Linked DNA regions of Oryctolagus cuniculus: region 2 is linked to region 1. A link is a contact called in public Micro-C data. All regions are on one chromosome and are shown on one strand. The core of a region is the stretch at or near the end of the contact, and the rest is flanking DNA. Distances in the headings are between cores, read along the strand shown. Region 1 holds the start of POC1A (POC1 centriolar protein A). Region 2 holds the start of PARP3 (poly(ADP-ribose) polymerase family member 3).

What was found. Hi-C and Micro-C count contacts between places; a contact is called where the count stands out from the background.
Region 2: a contact with region 1 is called in a Micro-C map of ear pinna, with 3 times the contacts expected there. The contact joins the promoter of PARP3 here to the promoter of POC1A in region 1. A contact is called at or near these places in 3 of 6 Hi-C or Micro-C datasets (ear pinna, psoas muscle and an unstated tissue).

Annotation. Positions count from the first base shown.
Region 1 is chr10:97,536,659-97,542,569 of mOryCun1.1, forward strand. POC1A (POC1 centriolar protein A) reads left to right here and starts at 2,919. Exons shown (of 11, transcript XM_051852358.2): 1 at 2,919-3,274; 2 at 5,862-5,911. The coding sequence starts at 3,257.
Region 2 is chr10:97,712,223-97,718,433 of mOryCun1.1, forward strand. It overlaps PARP3 (poly(ADP-ribose) polymerase family member 3), which reads right to left and starts at 1,400. Exons shown (of 11, transcript XM_008260744.4): 1 at 1,260-1,400; 2 at 456-644; 3 at 1-53. The coding sequence starts at 635. RRP9 (ribosomal RNA processing 9, U3 small nucleolar RNA binding protein) reads left to right here and starts at 1,937. Exons shown (of 15, transcript XM_002713229.5): 1 at 1,937-2,155; 2 at 2,433-2,515. The coding sequence starts at 1,982.

The DNA of each region.
Region 1 (5,911 bases), core at 1,669-4,168:
ACTGGCAGGTGCAGGGCTGACTGGTGACACATGGGGCTTTCCAGGTGTAGGCTGGGCCGAGCTAGGTAGCGGGTGTGAACCCTGTCTTTCCAGCTCCTTTCTCTGTCCTACCCTTGGGTGGCCTTGGGAAATGGGTTGGAGAGTGGTGAAAGGATGACAATTTTTAAAGCATTTTTATTGCATTTAAAATATTTTATAATAATTTATAATAATTTTATTGTATTTATTTGAAAAAAGGTAGAGTTACAGAGAGGCAGAGGCAGAGAGAGAGATCTTCCATCCACTGGTTCACTCCCAGATGGCCACAATGACCGAGCCACGCCGATCCAATGCCAGGAGCCAGGAGCCAGGAGCCAGGAGCTTCTTCTGGGTCTCCCACATGGGTACAGGGGCTCAAGGACTTGGGCCATTTCCTACTGCTGTCCCAGGCCATAGCAGAGAGCTGGATGGGAAGTGGGGCAGCCAGGACTTGAACCAGCGCCCACATGGGATGCCGGTGCTGCAGCCAGAGGCTGAGTCCTCTGTACCGCAGGGCTGGGTCCCCTGACAGGCTCTTGCAGGGGAACTTGCCTGTGGGCTTTGTACCAGGACGCAGACCTCCCTGCTGTAGGGAAGTTTGAAGAGTTCTCCAGCCCCTTGACAAATCTCCCAGTTACAAACTTGGCATTTGAGAAGCATTTTACATAGTTTCTCTAAATTCAGTTTTCTTTTCTTTTTAGATTTATTTGTTTATTTGAAAGGCAGAGTTACAGAGAGGCAGAGAGAGAGAGAGAGAGAGAGAGAGAGAGGTCTTCTATCCGCTGGTTCGCCCCCCAAATGACCACAGTGGCCGGAGCTGGGCCAGTCCAAAGCCAGGAACCTAGAGCTTCCTCCAGGTCTCCCACGCGGGTGCAGGGGCCCAAGGACTTGAGTCATCCTCTACTGCTTTCCCAGGCCACAGCAGAGAGCTGGATGGGAAGTGGAGCAGTCAGGACTCGAACTGGCACCCATATGGGATGCTGGCACTGCAGACTGGGGCTTTAACCCACTGAGCCACAGCACTGGACCCATAAATTCAGTTTTCTACAGTACAAGCTTCTGTAGGCCAGCGGTATTCCATAGCTAAAACCTGAAACTCTACCTAACAACAATAAAATAATTCTCTAGTTTAATGGTCAGGTTTTTGTTTTTATTTATTGTTTTTGTTTAATAAAAAGAATTATTTACTTGAAAAGCAGAGCAACAGAAAGAAAGGGAGAGGGAGGGAAAGAGGGAGAGAGAGAGCTAGCGTGCAAGCGAGCGAGCTTTTTTTTCATGTGCTGACTCATTCTCCAAATGGCCGCCACAGCTATGTGTGGGTCAAGCTGAAGCCAGGAGCCAGGAACTCCATCCAGGTCTCCCACGTGAGTGGCGGTGGCCCAAGTAGTTGGTCTCTCTTCTGCTGCCTTCCTAGACATTATCGGCAGGAAGCTGGATCAGAAGTAGAGCTGCTGCACCCAATACATGCCAATCTTCATTTATTCCGTAATGCCCACTCCCACCCCAGTGTTTGGCTGGCAGGCAACAGAACAACCAGTAAAATGTGGATGTTGGTGGGAAGTCTTGAGAACTTAACAGTATTGAAGTTTCAGTGTGAGCGAACAACTACGCTTGTTTCAAGGATTTGAGTGTCTAAGTTAAATCTCCAACATAAAGGAACGAGTTCAATGCCAAATCACAAAGAAGCGATTAAATGTTATCTGCTTTCTTGTTTTGGCTGTTGCAGGTCTGAATGCCAGCTCCCTTCATGTATTGGTTTCAGAGTTTATTGAACCTGCCCAGAATTGCAGACCCAGGGACACACAGTCTTTGGTTTCAGTAGCGATAACCTCAGAACATGGCCAGATCCTAATCAGTGTTGGAGTCTTGACAAGTTGGCCAGGAGAGATGATGGAAGATTCCTGAATCTTGCAAAACATCCGGCTCAGGCCAATTGCAGATTGGGAATATGTCCATCGTGAGGCAGAGGAAAGAGCAAGAGACAGTTCGGCGAGAAAGGACGACCCCTGGTGGCCAGGTCCTGGGACTGTCTCCTTTTAAAAGTGTAATTTATTCATCTATTTTTAAGATTTATTTTATTTATCTGAAAGGCAGAGTTGAGAGAGAGAGAGAGAGAGAGAGAGAGAGAGAGAGAGGGAGAGAGAGATTGTTCATCCACTGTCTCACTCCCCAAATGGCCACAACAGTCAGGGCTGGGCCAGACCAAAGCCAGGAGCCAGGAGCCGTATCCAGGTCTCCCACGAGGGTGCAGGGGCCCAAGCACTTGGGCCATCTTCTACTGCTTTCCCAGGCCATTAGCAGGGAGCTGGATCGGAAGTGGAGCAGCCAAGACCTGAACCCGGCGGAACCTGGTGGAACCTGGCGGCGCAGGTGGTGGCTGTACCCCCTCCGCTACAGCACCGGCCCCCAGAAGTATAATTTACAACAGCTTTTCAGGGTGAAGGCCGCTTGCCCGGCTGCACCACTCTCTCGGATTACAAAAGGGAAGGCGGGCCTACACAGCAGAGGCGTTTTCCCCTGAGCTCATACAAGGAACTGGGGCGAGAACTGAGAACTGAATTCAGACCTCTCCACCCTATAGTTGCGATTTCCGGTGATTCGCATTCTTTTGGATGACAGGAGTCCTTCACGTTCGGAGGAGTGAGCCATTTAGAATTCCATAGGGGCGAGTAATTGCATCGCAATTTCTCGCGTGAAAACCCGGCCGCGAGGCAAGAAGCGCTTTAAAGCCACACAGACACAGGCCCACACCAGTCATCCACTTCCGGGATCCTTCGGCCCGCGCTCTGAGTAGTAAACCCCGCTCGCCCCCACGGCATCTTGGGAAATGTGTTTCCACCTTCCTCCACACACGAGGGCGCGGCGCGGCTTTGGAACTACATTTCCCAGAAGACTGCGCTCCCTTACGTCATCCGGGCGCCAGGCCGGTGGGGAGAGCCCTCGTCCTGGGCTTTTTAACTTTTCAGGAGGAATGAGTGGCGGCGGGCAGAGGCATTTGCTGGCAGCGTCCGGGGGTTTCCTGGCCTGGTTTCCGAGGCCGTGGTTCCAGCTTTACAGTTCTAGTTGCGTCAGGGGCCAAGAAGCTGAGGAGCTTCCCCTTTAATTGCGGTGGGTGGGGCGCTGCGACGCGCCCGGCGTTGCTATTGGCGGCGGTTGGGGGCGCGGAAACTGAACCGGCCGCAACGGCCTTCACTCCGCCTCCGGCTTCTCCGGCGCCGGTGGCCGCGCCAGCCCTGCCATGGCCGCGCCCAGCCTGGTGAGTCCCCTCTAGCGACCGCCCGGTCCTTCGTCTCCACTCCAGGCTGTTGGGAGCCTGGCCTGCGGGAGAGACGACTGCGAGAGGGGGACCGGGTTCCGAGTCGATCTTCTCTAGTCTGTTTACCGTCTCTACGGGGGCGCTGGGTGGGCACTACCGGGGACCCTGTGCCGGGCTGCTGGAGCGAACAGAATCCCTGCCTCCAGGGTCTGCATCTTCGCGAGGCTCGACTCCGGTGTGATCCGGAGCCGGGCGGCTGGATGGAGTGTTGTTGAAGGTGCTCTCCACCTCCGCGGGTGTGGACAGCTGGCCCTTGGGGTGCGTGGGACGGCCCAGGCCTGCAATATGACCTTGGCCATAGAGGAGCTCTCCAGAGCCGGTCTTGCTGAGAGAGTTCTTGAGATGGGCCTGTCCTCTGGCTGGGTAGTAGCCTGTAGCTCCTTTAGGCGTCCAAGGACTTGGTAGAGGGCCCAGAGTAGGATCCAGACCGGTTGACCTCTAATCGGATGCTCTCACTACGTCGACCTCATATATAAACCACCTTGGGGGAGAGGAGGCCTGGCGGGCAGGCAGCTGCAGAGGGAGACTTGACGGGCCGATGAACTTGGCTCTGCCTGTGAGCCCAGGGGTGAGCTCTCTTACCCGTGTTCTGAGAGGCGCTGGGAGGGCAGGAGGCGGAATGGAGCCGCTGTGGTTGTTGGAGGCCCTTCCCCCGCTGCCACTCCCCCTGCTGTTGAAAGGGTACTCATGCCAGGTGTTTCAGGGGGCGGGGCTGGGCACAGGGCTCCTGGGGCCTTTGTGCTTCAGCCCTGTGGAGCCGTGGTGGCTTTGCTCTGTGTCAGGGACTTTGTTTCCCAAGAGGAGTCTTCCGCTGGGCTCCCTGGACCGCCCCAGGTGCTTCTTAGAGGTTTCTCATGCTTGGGCTGGGGGCACGTCTGACCCTTCAGGTGCTGAGACACAAGCCGCTGCTGGCTGGCAGTGTCCCTGGAATAGCCTCTCCGTTGTCCCCCCAAGGCCCTATTTATTTCTCTGATGGTGGGTAGATTGTGCCACCACCCCCAGCCTGTCCAGGACTGACCTTCGAGCTTCCTGGCTGGTCCAAGTAGGTGCAAGTGTGTAAGATCCAATTCTTGGGGTGGGAGGTGCTAAAAGGCTCATTTTCTGTCTTTAAACGTTCTTTTTTTCTTTTAAAGATTTAGTTATTTGTTTGAGAGGGAGAGACGGAGAGAGAGATCTTCCATCCTCTGATTCATTCCTCAGACAGCTACAATGTCCGAAGCTGTGCTGATTCAAAGTCAGGAGCCAGGAGCTTTCCTGGTCTCCCGCGTGGATGCAGGGGCCCAAGCAGTTGGGCCATCTTCTGCTCTTTTCCCAGGCCATAAGCAGGGAGCTGATTGGAAGAGGAACAGCCAGGACTCGAACTGGCGCCCATTTGGGATGCCAGCGCTGTAAGCGGAGGCTTGGTCCACTATACCTCAGTGTGGCCCCTCTAGGCTTTTTTTAAAAAATGACTTTCTTGAGTTACTACCCATGTGCCGTAAAACTCAGGCTTGAAAGTATACAAGGCCGTGCTTGAGTACACGCACGGTGTCGTCCCGCCGTCCTCGCTGTGTGCTGCTGAAGCCCCGAGCTCCGCAGCCGTCACTTTCCTTCCCGCGAGCCCTTCTCCGCAGCTCCTGACCACCGCTAGTCTCCTTTCTGTCTCTGAAGATTCCGCTGCGACAGATGGAGTGGAAGCAGGGCCTTAGCGTCTGGTGCCTTTCACTCAGTGGTGTGTTTTCAGGCTCACACGGCGGAGCCCCACTCAGGGCCTGGCTCTTGTTGGAGACTGAGCGATATTCCATCCCGTCCCACGTTTGATTGGTTCAGTCGCCTGCTGATGGGCACCTGGGCTACTATGAATGATGCTGCTGTGAACATTTGTGTATAGGTTTTTGTGTGTGTGTGTGTGAAAAGATCTTAAAGATTGATTTATGTATTTATGTGACAGGCAGAGTGACAGAGATCTTCCATCCTGTGGTTCACTCCCCAAATGTCCACAGTGGCTGGGATTGGTCCAGGCCAAAGCCAGGAGCCTGGAACTCCATCCCAGTCTCCCATGAGGGTGATAGAGACCTAACTATTTTGGCCATCTTCTGCCCTCCCAGGCGCATTAGCAGAGAGCTGGGTCAGAAGTGGAGCCGCCAGGACTGGAACCGGGCCCACATGGGTTGTCGGTGCTGTAGGCCACAGCTTAATCTCTTGCAGCACAGTGCTGGCCCCTCGGCCATGTTTTATAGTTTTCACTGTATGAAGCTTGTGCTTTTTCTTGTTAAATTACTGCTGAATGTTTTTCTTGTATCGTGATGGTATTGTTTTATTTTTTGGATTACTCATTGCTAGTGTATGTAAAGAAATACAGTTGGTTTTTCTGTATTAATTTTGTATCCTACAGCCTTGCTGAACTGGTTACTCTAAAGGTTTTTAGCTGTCTGCAAGGTCACACCTTGAGCATTTTAACCCCTCCTGACTATTGTGGAAGAGTCTTGGCCCCAGGGAAGCCCCTTCCTCACCTAGGCTTCTCACACAGACCCTGGCTCTCCCCCAGGAGGACCCCTCGCTGGAGAGGCATTTTAAGGGCCACCGAGATGCAGTTAC
Region 2 (6,211 bases), core at 150-2,649, 170 kb after region 1:
TTGTTGCTCCCGATGTTGGTCTGGTTCAGGGTGCAATCGTAGTCCTCGTGCACCTGCGAGAGGGGGTGGGGGCTGCTGGTGGGCCCTGATGGGGACAGAAGGACCAGCCACACTGGGCGTCAGAGAAGGGTCTGTCCAGGAAGGGCCGGATGGGGCGGGCATGGTGCTGGCCGAGAGGACAGAGTCCTGAGGACAAGGCTCAAGCCCGGCGTGGGGGTTGGGGGAGTGCTGGACGGATGTGGCTGGGCCCTGGGGAGCCTGCCGGGGCTCTGCAGGCACACGTGACCTACTGGACCCATGGGGGACAGCCCTGACCTCGGGGCGGGGGGACATGGCCTGGCTCTGGGGCTCCCTGAGGGGCCTTGAGCCACAGGGCAGAACTGGGCTCCCCCGGGGAGAGGGTTTGTGCTTAGGAGGGAGCAAGTGGCAGCCTGGCGTCTGGGACTGTGGCTCACCTGGGTCCCGGGGTTGTGGCGGAGTGGACAGGTGGGGTCCACGCGGATCACGCGCTTCTCTGTGGGCGCGGCCCTGAGGGCCTCGGCGGTGGAGCGGAAGCTGTCTTCCTCGCCTGCCTCCGGGCGCCCCTTCTTCTGGGGGCCTGCAGGCTGTGGCGGGGGCTTGCGCTTTGGAGCCATATGACAGTCCTGGGCCACAGCAGGCACCCTCAGGCCTCCCTGGCTGCCGCCCGGTGCCTGGCCTCATGGCACTACCGTGCCCCATCCTGGAGCCCCCACCGCTTCCCTCTCTGCTTCACTGTGCCCATCCCATCCGAGCCTCTGCACCTCAGATAGCCCCTTTCCCAGGCACAAGTGCAGGCTCAGGGCCCTGTCCCGCCCACCCACTCTGGTCAGCATCAGGGAGGCAGCTGCCCCCCCCCCCCCCCCCCCGCCCAGCTTCCCGACAGCGCCTGAGGCCAAAGGGAAAGTGAAAGTCTCTCCCTCCCACTTGGTTCTTCCCGGATCACAGCACCGTCTGGGTACCGGCTGCCCCTCCCCCTGGCCACCAGCTGGGCTTTCACCAGAGCTATGGAGGGGTGGGGAGGTGGGCAGCGCCTCTAGGGGGCAGCTCTCCTGAGGCCAGATCTGTCCCCCAGAGCTTGGGACCAGTGGTCCAGAAGCCTCTTACCCGAGGAGTCAAGAATTCTTGGGTTTCGATCAGGGGCCTGGCACTGTCGCAGGGCAGAAGCAGGTCCTACTCCACCCCTGCCCTGCCCACCCCTGCCCTGCCCAGGCCTGTGGGCAGGCCCACAAGGCACTCACCTAAGAGAGGCAGGGACAGGGGGAGGTGGCTGCAGGCTCTCTCAGGCAGTCACAGGTCTGTGAACACTTCTAAGTGGCCCTTGAGGAGCTGAGACATGACTCAGCCAGAGACTTCCCAACAGTCACAAGAGGGGAAGAACTGGGCGGAGGGTAGAATGCCAACTATTTGGCCACAAGGGGGATGAATCAGAGCCTGGGGCTGGCTCGGGTCTCTGGCCTCTCCTGCAGATGGGTGGACACTGATCTAGACACATCCAAGGCTCACGGGTCTGATGCAGCCTTGGCGTTGCTCATCTGGCCTGGGACCTGCGGCACGTGTTCACCGGCTGCCCAGTGACCTTGGGCACTGTCTCTCTAGGGCTGCTTGGATCCCCACTAGTTTAACGCCGGATTAGTTTACCCCAAACAGGGAGGAGTCACGCTCCAGAACGCGGAATCCCGCATCTCTGGCGCCCCCAAGCGGTCAGAGGACGCAGAGACAGCGCTTCTGGTTCGACCCCCTCTTGAGAAATCAGCCAGCTGAAGAGCGCATGCTCCCCGGCCTCAGGCCGGAAGCTCCGGGGACAGGCGTGCTTCCTACTCAAGCCAGGAGCGGGAAGCTATAGGCTCTCTCGGAGGCGTGGCCACAGCGATATATCCAATGGCGCTCAGGGGCGTGGCAAAGCGGCCAAAAGGCCCAATGGACCCCGCGGGGGGCGTGGCCTGCCGAACAGTGGAAGCCTATGAAGGCTCCGGGTGTTGCGGCGAGGCCGGGGCTTAGCTGCCACGTGAGTTCTCTAGCGGGCGCTGGAACACACACGGCAGGCAGCATGTCGGCAACAGCGGCGTCTCGGAAGCGGGGAAAGTCTGCGTTGGGGAGCGGAGCCGGTGCTGGCCCCGGCAAAAGACGCCGAAAGGTGAGCTGCGGTCCGTCCGGCTACCGGGACAGCTCAGCAGTCGTCCCATCCGGGGGACGCGAACCCGGGCCCCTCCCCAGCCCTTCGCGCAGGACCCTGGCCGGAATCAGCCTCGTCCTTCCCTTATCGGCCCGAGTCCTGGAAACCCTGGCGCTTGACCAGGGACGGGAGGCAACGCCTTCCCCAGTCCCGGGCCGTTAGAGGGACCGGAGGCGCCCTTGGTCAGTGCCGGGGTGTTCGGGACCGCAGACCAAAGAAAGGGTCCTGTAATTCCCAGGCAGACTCTGCGGGGGACAGGGGCAAGTCCAAAGGTGGAGGCAAGATGAATGAGGAGATCTCCAGCGACTCCGAGAGCGAGAGGTGAGCGGAAGGGGAAACTGAGGCCCGCGGTGTGCGGGAGACTCAGTGAGCCCAGGGAGAGCTGCGCCTCCGATTTCTGACCCTCTGAAGTGCCGTCTTTTTTGAGGGGTCCCTGTGGAGAGGACCCCAGGGCTCAGGGAGACGCCTCCCCGATGCATGGCAGGGAGTTCAGTGCAGGGCTGGACTGACAGGCCCGGGGAGTGCTCGGTGGTTCTTGATTGTGTTTTTCACAGTTTCACAGTTTCTCGTCTGTCTTGACCCTTAACAAGCCAGGCACTGGCGTCGCTGCTCGGGGTATGGAGCTGAGCAGACAGGTGAAGAGGGGACCAGTGTCTTCCCGCCTTGTGTTCTGGGAGCAGAGGAAGGACTTTTAAGTAGGGCCTGGGAGAGGAGGAGGAGTCTCTTGTTCTGGGCTTGGAGAAAACCCTGGGGGCAGAACGGGAGTGTGGAGAGGGCGGTGGGAGAATCCAGGCAGGGAGGCGCTGGAAGCCCCCTCCTCCGCAGGTGTTGGGGTGGTTGCTGTGTTGCGGGTGCTGCAGACGGCCGCACCAGGGGCTCCTGGTGCCTTCCTGCTGAGTGGGATTTAGAAAGTCTGCTTCTGAAATTGAGTACGTGTTCCCAGGAAAGCTTACTGTGCTTTTCTTTCTAAGATTTATTTATTTGTTTGAAAGGAAGAGTTACAGAGAGAGAAGTAGAGAGATCTTCTGTCCACCTGCTGGCTCACTCATCAAGTGGCCACAATGACCAGGGTTAGGCTAGTCCAAAGCCAGGAGCCTGGAGCTCCATCCGGGTCTGCACGTGGCTGGCAGGGGCCCAAGGACTTTCCCAGGAATGTTGACAGGGATCTGGATGGGAAGTGGAGTAGCTGGGACTCAGTTGGTGCCCATGTGGGATGCCTGCACTGCAGGCAGCCGCTTAACCCACTGTGCCACAATGCCTGTCCCCCGTGCGTGTCTTTGTATTTTTTTTTTAATTAGTCCTCTTATTTTTTAAAGGTTTATTTATTTGAAAGAGTTACAAGAGGCAGAGGCAGATGTGGAGAGAGAGAAGTCTTCCATCTGCTGGTTCACTCTTTAAATCCCTGCAGGGGCTGGGATTGGGCTGATCCAAAGCCCGGACCCAGGAGCTTCTTCCAGATCTCCCAAACAGGTGCAGGGACCCAAGCACTTGGGCCATCTCTTGCTTTCCCAGGCCATAGCAGGGAGCTGGATTGGAAGAGGAGCATCCAGGGCACTCCAGTATTTTTAAATACGGCCCCTCTAGTATTTTTTTTTTCTTTCTTTCTTTTCTTTTTTCTTTCTTTCTTTTCTTTTTTCTTTCTTTCTTTTTTTTTTTTTTTTTTTTTGACAGGCAGAGTTAGACAGTGAGAAAGAGAGAGACAGAGAGAAAGGTCTTCCTTTTCTGTTGGTTCACCCCCTAAATGGCCACTATGGCCAGCGTGCTGCGCCGATCCGAAGCCAGTAGCCAGGTGCTTCCTCCTGGTCTCCCATGCAGATGCAGGGCCCAAGCACTTGGGCCATCCTCCACTGCCTTCCCAGGCCACAGCAGAGAGCTGGACTGGAAGAGGAGCTACCAGGACAGAATCTGTCACCCCAACTAGGACTAGAACCCGGGGTGCTGGCGCCGCAGGTGGAGGATTAGCCAAGTGAGCCGCAGCACCGGCCCCCTCTAGTATTTTTAGTTTTTTTTTTTTTTTTTTTTTTTACAGGCAGAGTGGACAGTGAGAGAGACAGACAGAGAGAAAGGTCTTCCTTTGCTGTTGGTTCACCCTCCAATGGCCGCTGCAGCCAGCGCACCGTGCTGATCCGATGGCAGGAGCCAGGCACTTAGCCTGGTCTCCCATGGGGTGCAGGGCCCATGTACTTGGGCCATCCTCCACTGCCCTCCTGGGCCACAGCAGAGAGCTGGCCTGGAAGAGGGGCAACCGGGACAGAATCCGGCGCCCCATGTGCCGGTGCTGCAAGGTAGAGGATTAGCCTAGTGAGCCGCAGCGCTGGCCCCCCTCTAGTATTTTTAAAAGTTGTACTGTGGGGGCTGGTGCTGTGGCATAGTGGGTAGAGCCACTGTCTGCTGTGCTGGCATCCCATATGTGCCCCAGTTCACATCCTGGCTGCTCCACTTCTGATCTAGCTCTCTGCTGTGGCCTGGGAAAGCAGCAGAAGATGGCCCAAGTCCTTGGGCCCCTGTACCCATATGGGAGACTTGGAAAAACCTCCTGGCTTGGGATTGGTTCATCCCCAGCCATTGTGGCCATTTGGGAAGTGAACCAGCAGATGGTAGACCTTTGTCTCTCTCTCTTTTGCCTCTGCCTCTGCCTCTCTGTAACTCTTTCAAGTAAAATAAATGAATCTTTAAAAAAAAAAAAAAGAAAGATGTACTGTGGAATGTGTTAATACAGAAGAGTGTATTTGTGTTGGAGAGAGAAATGATAAAGCGTTGGAATCCTGTGCATCTACCATTTAGGTTCAGAACTAGAACATTTGCAGAAACATACAAGCCCCAGCTGTCATTTCTGACTTGGCTTAATCATTTGTTTTCTTCTTTTATTATAAAAGAGTTTTAAAGGCCCCATTTGGGTGTAATGTGTATGCAGTGACACCCACCTTTCTCAGTGAACTCTGAGTTCTGACGGCACACGCGGTCGTGTCGCTGCTGCCATCATGAAGATGCTGGTGGATTTCATCACCCCCGGCCCCCGCTAACCGCTGTCCCGAGTTTTGTCTTATCCGAATGCCCCGTGAATGGAATCTGCAGTGTGTCTTTCCCTTGCTTTCCTTTAGAGTTCTGCCTCCCATGCGTGAATCCCTGAACAAGAATAGTGCGTTTGGGGCTGCTGGGTAGAAGTCCCGACCTTGGCTGTACAGGGGAGAGGTCAAAGGCAGGCTGGATACCCGGCATCTGGGGCGTGGTCTGGCCTTGGCTGTCCTGAGAGTTTGCGAGGTCCCTTCTGGGGCGGGAGTGAGGTCATGAGTGACGGGTACGTGCAGGTCTGTGCGCAGAGGACGTGGTCCCCAGGATGTCTTCCAGCTTCCAGAATCAGGTCAAAGTAGGACCTGTGTGTGAGTGAAGCTCGGGTCTTCCGCCGGCCCAGGGACTGGGGCGTGAGGGGGACAACACGAACTCCAGCAGCGCCAGGCCAAGTGCCAGCCAGCTAGGACTCACCTGGACCCTTGTCCTCGGGATGAAAAATGGCACGTGGCAGTGCGTCGTGGGCCCTGGGATCTGGGCCTGAGGCCACTGCCTGGTCTGGGAGATGTCGCCCAGGGATGGCCTGTGTGTTGTCCCCGCCCCCCCCCCCCCGCCTCCATGCCACACCTCCTTGCTTGGGGAGCACATCCCCTGTCTCCCAAAAGGAGGACGGAGGACACCTCGCAGTCTGACAGCATCCTTGTCGGCGGGGCGTTCCCCAGCCTGGCATGACGGGGCCCGGCAATGCGGGGCTGAGCGTGTCTCTCTGTTGCTGTGCGCGACGCTCCTCGTCTCGGTCTTGTGGCTGTGCAGAAGGCTGAAGCCGTTTTGATGGCTGACCCTTTGTGTGTGGCCTGATTTCTCTGGGAAGCCTGTAGAAGCTTCTCTCCGCCCCAGAGAGGAGAGATTTTCCGCTACTCTCCTTGGTGCTGGGTTCCGAGAGGGGCCCTCCCGTCTGGTGCCGTCTGGTCAGTCGCTTCCTTCAGTCTTCTGCACGTGGCACCACCG